Regions from separate parts of the Danio rerio genome. Here region 1 is linked to region 2. A link is a contact called in public Hi-C data. All regions are on one chromosome and are shown on one strand. Each heading gives the region's core, a stretch centred on a gene start, on an enhancer-like site or on the middle of the called end of the contact. The rest is flanking DNA. Distances are from core to core; before and after follow the strand shown. Region 1 holds the start of tomm7 (translocase of outer mitochondrial membrane 7 homolog (yeast)). Region 2 holds the start of sp4 (sp4 transcription factor).

Region 1 (4,157 bases), core at 7-2,506, 140 kb after region 2:
AAGTCCGCGTACCACTAGTGGTACACGTACCACAGTTTGAGAACCACTGGATTAGATGTTGCCTACCCTGCTGTTGTCTATTAGAAGTTTCTGTCCTCCAGTGTTGATTTTCCCGCTCCTTTGTTTTAGTTGCGGAACAGCGCCCTCGTGTGTCCTCATCTGTCTACTGCTGGTGTTTATGTCTGTCGTGTCATTTCAAAACTATGAAATTACCTTTATAACGTTCACTGAAAACAAAACGATGACAAAACTTTCTTCTTTTTGTCCTGTTTGTGTCTTAAATCTGTGAAAATTTTGAAATTCACCTTATATAAGCCATGTAAAACTTCTGTTCATCAAAGAATGATTTAAAATCACGTTTTCCACAAAAATGAGCCTCAAATCATGATTTCTGATGGATCTTTTGACATCTAAGAGTGCGGTGATTCAGTTCTGAATCTCAGAAATAAATTACATTAAAATATATTCAGATTTTATGATGAGATTAGTCTATAAAATTGTCTATAAACTGAGGGTTTAGATGTTTGTAGAGGAATGTTTTCTTCAGGTGTGGTGTTCCCGTCTGGCCGCTGGGTGTCACTCTGACGCTGGGTGTCACTGTCGCAAAATGGTTTCCGCCGGTAAAGTCTAGATGGGATACAGCTGCGGTTACTTACATCAATATAGCATAATTTTTGAGACAACAATAATTTATATTTGTACAATACTGTGAAAGTAGGGGTAGACGACAATAAAATACTATTTAAAGGGTAATGTAATAAATAATACTCGGTATATTACATTAATATGAGTGCTGGGTTATGGTCAGTCATTAATAAAATACAATTAAATTGGTAATTTAATAAATAATATGAATAATACTTTGTATGATTACTGTTTTTACATTAATGTGATGGTTGGGGTATGGTTAGATGTTAATAAAATAAAAATGTAATAGGTAATTTAATAAACAATATGAATAATGCTTGGTATAATTGCTCTTTTTAAATTAGCGTGAGGGTTGGCTTATGGTTAGCCGTTAATAAATTACAATTTAATTGTTGATTTAATAAATAATATGAATAATACCTTGTATAGTTGCTGTTTTTACATTAATGTAAAGGCAGAGGTAGATGTTAATATGATTAAATGGTTAATGATATTAATAGCACACAGTATAATTGCTTTTTTTACATTACTGTGCTGGTAGGGGTAGACGTTAATAAAATACAATTAATGTGTAATTTAATAAATAATATAAATGATGATCGTTTACTTCCGTCCACAGCTGTATCCCTTTTAGCAACAACGCCGCCGCACGCTTTACGGCACGCACGTGTTTCCTGCGGTCTTCCGTGCCCTTCACTTCATCCGATCGGATCCACCGGCGATCGAATCTGCATAAAATCATGGTGAAACTGAGCAAAGAGAGCAAGCAGCGGCTGCAGCGGGTGTTCCAGTGCGGACAGTTCGTGATCCGCTGGGGTTTCATCCCCACTGTGCTCTATCTGGGTCAGTAAATGAACCACATTCACTGCATGTGCGCGCGTCCTGTGTGTTTACATGCGGCGTTAACTCACCATTTACCATTATATGCTTCGTTTAAAACATATTTAGCGTCTATGAACTCGGATATGACTATTATACGTGTTATATTTGAAGCTGAAGATTTGAAAAAGCGAGTTGTCATCAGTATATACATAGATAAACGTAGATTAAGATATATTAAAGCATCATGAACACATGACAAGATTGGTAGTAAGTAGAAATGATTCTTGAGCATCAAATAATCAGGATTTTTGAAAGCTCGTGTGGTATTTAAAGTGTAAATGAAATCAAAACTATCCATATTGATTTGGTTAACTCACATTGCCAATTTTGTGCTGAGCTATTCATCTGTGCATTTCATTACAACAATTATTTGCATGATTGCAAGGTGTTATATCTGGAAAAAGACGACTATGGATCAAAATTGTGTGTTGTTGAATAGTTTTAGACAATTTTCATAAACATTTTTGATCAAATGTTGTCTACTGCATTTTAAAACGATAATTATAATGTATATACTGCAAATATAATTAGTGACTAGCATCAAAAAAAAACTCTAATTTGCATAAAGAAAGGTTTATTTCTCTACAATTTGAATATGTTTTTTAGAAGATGTTTTTATTATGTATTGGCGACACAAACACACACACACACACACACACACACACACACACACACACAGTCAGTGATATACAGGTAAAATTGGCACATTCAGACTTTCCCCTTAATAATATAATTTCATAAAAGTATTATTTGCAAACTCCAAATAGCCAAATCATATTAGCAGCCGATGACTATCAAAGTACAACAGTGTTCACAGTCAAATAAACAGTGTTAATGTTGTTTTCAAGCCACACTTACATGCTAATTCGGATCGAATATTCAAAGTAACATGGTAAACAATATAGAGACTTCTAAATGATCGAATGTCTGAATATAAAACCAACTGTACCACTTTTTCAGTGATATATTGCTTGTATTATGATTATTATTATTTTTTAAAAATCATGATCAGAACTTCACACCATGTATTTACAATATTTATACAGATTAAATGTGTAAGTATGCTCTATATTGCACACAACGGATGACAATTATTTTGTAGTCTTAATGTATACTAGTGGTGTGACAAATCACAAATCTCACGGTTCGGATCACATGGCTTTTTAGTCACGGATCAGACTAAATTTCACCATCATTTATGTTGCGTGGGTGTTGAGAGCCTGATCTTTTAATGATTAATCGTGCAGCTTACACTGAATGCATTGCTGCAGGCTAAACAAGTATTGACAGAAAGCACCTTTAATAACCTAAGAAACCCACCATGTCCCGAATAACCCACGACAGACTTTCTGTCATCGTTATATTGTACATGCAAGCCTAAATGCTTCCATACATGTGATTTAAATCATGCCAGAGGTATTTTCTCTGCGATCGTTACAAATTTAGGATTAATCTACAAGTAAAAAAAAAATGTATTAGCCTAATCTCCGAGTCACATGTGTTCCGAACCGTGGGTTGTGATCCGTACGAATCACAGATCAACCGTCATCTGTTACACCCCTAATATATACCATCACTATTATAGCCGTCATCAAGGAAGTGTGCGTTTTGAAAGTGTTTATTTCAATTCAGTTATTCCTCATCTAAATACTGCTCATCCTGCTGTGCTTGTTGGCCATTAAGTAGTGATTAACGTCACTACAGGACAGTCTGTCAGGATGAGGGGCTTCTGGGATGCGTCGTCATTGTAATACAGGGTGACTGATTGTAAATAATGTTGAGTTTGTTGCGTATTTGTGTTGCTTGAGTGTCTGAAGCGCATCACTTCCTCCAGCTGTGAGTCTTTGTCTTGATGGTTTTCTCTGGCGGGTGTTTGGCTCTGTGCTTTTAAAGCAGCGTCATCACTATTAAATGTGAAATGAGGAAATGTTGATAGGGACTCCGCTACTGTCATCATCATTGCTCCACCGAAATTTGCCTACCTGTGTATTTTTGGCATGACGGGAAATGTTGAAAGACGTCATGGCGTTTTGTTTTGGTGCTGAACGGTTTTACGTGGAAAAGCCCAGTGAGTCTACACATGAGCATTTCTGGAGGACAGCTGTTACATCATATACCTGCTTACATAGGCAACATACAACACTGGACAAAAGTTCTGGGTTTAGTTGATGGTTATAATCTGGGTTTAATTATGTATATTAATAAAAATCCATGAATATAGATGTTTAGATAATTTCACATTGGTAGTATGCTTTCTAATTAAGGCAGCTTATTATTGTTTACATTTGTTTACATGTAATAATTTGACATGCTATGCATCAAAAGCGACTTACAAATAAGAACAGCAGTAGTAAAACATTAGGGCAGAAATTGTATTGTTATTTTCTAGTTATGCAGTATACATTTAGAAAAATGTTGTTATTAATATAAATTACATTTATTTAATATATTAAATATATATTAATTTTAATTAATTAATATAAAATACTTTTAGAATTCAAATTTATTTTATACAGTGGGGAAAATAAGTATTGAACATGCACCATTTTTCTCAGAAGACGTATTTCTGAAGGTGTCGTTGACTTAACTTTCACAGGATGATGATAACAACCAAAGAAATCCATATA
Region 2 (4,695 bases), core at 1,361-3,860:
TGGGTCGCCACAGAGGAATGAACCGCCACTTATCCAGCATATGTTTTACACAGCGGATGATGCCCTTCCAGCTGCAACCCATCTCTAGGGAACATCCATACACACTCATACAATACGGACAATTTTATCTTACCCAATTCACCTACACCACGTTTTTGGACTTGTGAGGAAAACCGGAGCATCTGGAGGAAACCCACACAAGCACGGGGAGAACATGCAAACTCCACACAGAAATCCCAACTGAGCCGGGGCTCAAACCAGCTACCTTCTTGTTGTGAGGCGATTGTGCTACCCACTGCACCACCGTGCTGCCTATATATGGTCATTATAGCATCACTAAAACAATGTAATGGTGGCCTAAATGTTTTGCCAAGTACTTTATATAAAGTGCCAAGTATTTTAGTTACACTTCTGAATATAATGTGCTCTGTAATGGGTTTCAGCACTTTCCAGTGTCCTTTAGATTTAGGCTGTGAGATATTTCCTTCTGTGTCTCATAGTACTTCTATAATATTCAGGTCAGGACACTGTGGAGGCCATTTCATGGCAAATAATAAGACATGTCCATTATATCATCACCAAACTATGTACTATGGTAGCCTAATTATTTTGCACAGTACTTTATTCAGTATTTTAGTTATACCACTTGTATTTTCACCAACAAACTTTGTTTTAAATCAGTTATTTCTATCTTTTTTGGTTTTCTGTGTCACTAGGAAATCATATTTACATTCACAAATAATAATTGTGTGTGATATTTTTGTAGAGCCTGACAGAAAGAAACAGCAAAGCTACCTGAAACACTACATTAAACCTTTCTCAAATCACCTATAAGTCATTGCAACAAGTGTCAGTCGAGCTCAAATCAAGCTGTTTGCTCAACTGGTTTTTCATCATTATAAGATTTACATCTAATAATTCAGCAGACACTTATACCCAAAGTGACTTACAGATGAGAAACGTAACATTCAGTTTATCGCAGAGATTTAGCCTATTAGCTATTAGAAAGCAATGCACGTGTGTATTCCAATAGTATCTGGATGCAGCCTTTATGGTGTAAGCTGAGACTGCATCGCGATGCAATGTCAGACACAATGCACTCAAATGGAGCTAGTGACGTCACTGTGACGCGTAGGGTTAGGGGTGGGTTTAGGTGAGCCCATTAAAATGCATTGGATGCAGCCCAGATTGCACTGCACCAGGTCTGCAGCTAGAACCTTCTCGTGTATTGAGGTAAAGTTGGTTTATATTAGCACATTCGTTCATTTTAAAACTCCCATACTGTTTACCATGTTCATTTGAATATTCTGTAGGCCTACTGTAAGTATGACATTAGAACATTAGCACTATTGACTGTAAACAATGTTGTAGACCTACTTTTGATAGTCTTCGACTGCTAATATGATTTGCCTATTTAGAATTCGCTAATAATCCTTTGCAGAATTGATATATTATAGGACAAACTCTGAAAGTGTGAAAGTAGAACAACCTAACTTTACCTCAGTCAACTGTCTGCTGTTTTGTTGATATTTATATGTCTGTTTTGAAAGCTCCGTCCTCTATTTAGAAGCTAATACATGTATTTATGTTAAACATTTTGCTTGCTAAAAAATAACGCCACATGATTTAATTTTGTTATGTAATACAGTGACATTCACGCATGTTTTAAGTGGGACAGAAGTGTCTGAATACTTGTTGAAGCCTGTGAGGTGCAGCCACGTTCAAAATCGCGACGCACTTAGCGGCTACTGTACATGTATCATAACGGCGTGTATGTATTCATGGTTATCACGCTCTGTAATCGTGACAGAAGTTCAGGGCGTGTGTTAGTGAGTGGGCCGTGCGCTCGTGAAGCCGAACTGGGCCGGTGGTTCGTGTTTCTCCACCCGTTTCCATTCGCCCAACCCCCACATACCACAAGAGCCCGCCCTTCTTCATTCCGAACAACCGAACGTGATAACACCCCCTAACGAAACGTCACTCTCTGTGGCGCCGAGCATCATGGGAGCGGTAGTCCACAACGTGTGAAATCCAAAGGACTTGAGCTACTCATAAAACTACAAGCCCCAAACGTCATCACGCCCACCATCCAATCTGAATAAGTGGGAGGGGAACATCCGCCCACAAAAGCCACAGCAATTTTAGTGTGCCTCAAATGCAATTGTGCATCAAAAAAGTGAATTTCGGAGAAATGTCGTGTGAGTGAATTCCCGACGAATATCCTCACACGCACAAAAAAGAGCGGAGAGAAAGGGAGAGCGAACACTGAACATGATGGTTTTGGCATTCATAGATATTTAAATGGGAGTGGGTGGGCCTTCGCGCAGACGGAGATCTCTGACAGACCTGCACATATTTCCGCGGAGGAACATTATTTAATTCCGGATTCAGCAGCACATTTGGGCCCGCTTTGAACGCGTACGGGACCGCCGCTCTTCAAGCCGACCTGCTCGGACCCTCTTGGCATTTTGTGCTCCGTTATTGAAGGGTGTTTTTGCATTGGCACCGCCCTTCCTGGCGGGGTGGGTCCGTGCGTCAGAGCTGCGCCACAGTCCGCGGCCGCTGGAGAAAATAGGCCGTCCTTCTTCTGGGCTTTTGCCTGCCTTCTGCCTGCCTTCCACGGCGTCCGGCCTTTTTTCTCTTAAACAACTCCTCTCCGGGTTTTATTAATGCGGAATGAGTGGTACGTACCCTCCCCTCCTTATGCGTCTCCACCCCTTAATTCTCCATGCGTGCGTCTGTGCCATCTATCCATCGCTGTCCCCCCACTTTCATATGCGATCTGCTGTTTATTTGCGCCCATTGATCACTTTTGGCTCTTGTGCAATGCCTGTGAGCGACAGGAAGCCCTGCTTGATGTGTTTAGACTCTTTTGCATTACAAAACCCGACCCTTGTGTGTGTGTGTGTGTGTGTGTTTGTGGTGCAAGTGTAATGTGTGGCATTAAATTCATCCAGATGTTTTAGGGTTGACTTTTTTGTTGTTGTTGCAGATCAAAAGAAGGAAGCCATGGCCACTGATGGGGGGAAAGCCAGTGGAGGTGATGGGGGTACGAAAGGGAAAACTTCTGGATCACAGGTATCAGATGTGTGAAGTTTGGGTTGAATGGGGTTTTGTGGTGCCCACTTGTTTCTGCAACTGAAAGACAGCACTTCCTGATTATTGCAGGGCTCTTCGGTGCACAGTTACACGCATACACACTGTTCCTGTCTAAAACTGCTGTTTGAGTTTGATAAAACATTGGTGAACTGTGTTGGGTAACACTTTTAATCTTTAGCACTTCAGAAACTGAACAAATATATCATTATAATCAATTTGCACTAACACACAGAGGAGTCCAAAAGTCTGAAGCCATATTGTTTTGTTTTGACGTCTGAAAACTGACAAAGACAAAGTACCGAATGAAGAACAAACATTTAAGAAACGTGTGTGTGTGTCTATATATATATATATATATATTAGCCCCCCTTAAATTTTATTTCTTTTTAAAATATTTCCTAAATGATGTTTAACAGAGCAAGGAAAATTTCACAGTATGTCTGATAATATTTTTTCTTCTGGAGAAAGTCTTATTTGTTTTATTTCAGCTAGAATAAAAGCAGTTCTTATTTTTTTAAATCCATTTTAAGGTCAATATTATTAGCCCCTTCTAGCTATATATTTTTTTCGATAGTCTACAGAACAAACCATTGTTATACAATAACTTGCCTAATTATCCTAACCTGCCTAGTTCACCTAGTTAACCAAGTTAAGCCTTTAAATGTCACTTTAAGCTGTATAGAAGAGTCTTTAAGAATATCTAATCTAATATTATTTACTGTCATCATGGAAAAGATAAAATAAATCAGTTATTAGAGATGAGTTATTAAAACTATTATGTTTAGAAATGTGTTGAAGAAATCTTCTCTATGCTAAATATATATCTATATATATATATCTATATATATATATATATATATATATATATAGATAGATAGATAGATAGATAGATAGATAGATAGATAGATAGATAGATATAATGAAGTTTATATATAGTAAGCATAATTTAGTAAATATAACAGAAGAAAAATGTTTTGTTCATGTCAGAAGTCATTAAAACAAAAATGTAAAAACTATTAAAAAACATGTTTATATAAAAGACAATAATAATGTTTACTTTACTTGCGGAGTCCAAAAGTCTGAAGCTATATTTTTTTGGTTTTGACATCTGAAAACTGACAAAGAACCAAATAAAGAACAAACATTTAGGAAACTGGGCTGGTTTTTGTTCACTAATTAAATGTAACCAAATTTGTGACAACAAAGTGAACATTATAAAAATGTATATTAATAACAGTTATTTAAGTAATTAAATTACATTTAATATTTGTTTACATTTTGTGCAAAGCTAAATATACTATATATGTAATCTAGAATATAGGCAATCTATTTTGGTGCATTTACACTAAACAGATTTATTAAACAGATATAGTTATTAAAATAATATTTTAGACACCAAACTTATTTAGATATTAAATGATAATACAATTAAATTCCAGCAAAATATTGCAAAAAAGAATTACAAACTACAAAATTTCAACAATTTTTTTTTAAGCTTCTCTTGATTTTTCCTCTTTTGTACAATTTGTATTTAATATTTTTATATAACATTGACCCCCGGTTTCACAAACAAGGTTTAAGGCTAGTCAGGATTAA

What was found. A called contact is a pair of places that touch in the nucleus more often than the background predicts.
Region 1: a contact with region 2 is called in a Hi-C map of hematopoietic stem cells, with 3 times the contacts expected there. The contact joins the promoter of tomm7 here to the promoter of sp4 in region 2. A contact is called at or near these places in 2 of 18 Hi-C or Micro-C datasets (caudal fin and hematopoietic stem cells) and 2 of 4 datasets of contacts at active chromatin or transcription factors (embryo and gastrula embryo).

The regions. Positions count from the first base shown.
Region 1 is chr19:3,006,041-3,010,197 of GRCz12tu, forward strand. It overlaps tomm7 (translocase of outer mitochondrial membrane 7 homolog (yeast)), which reads left to right and starts at 1,257. Exons shown (of 3, transcript NM_001161487.3): 1 at 1,257-1,491. The coding sequence starts at 1,389. si:ch73-24k9.2 reads left to right here. Exons shown (of 12, transcript XM_073931368.1): 12 at 1-957.
Region 2 is chr19:2,865,077-2,869,771 of GRCz12tu, forward strand. It overlaps sp4 (sp4 transcription factor), which reads left to right and starts at 2,611. Exons shown (of 6, transcript NM_200124.1): 1 at 2,611-2,683; 2 at 2,993-3,078. The coding sequence starts at 2,677.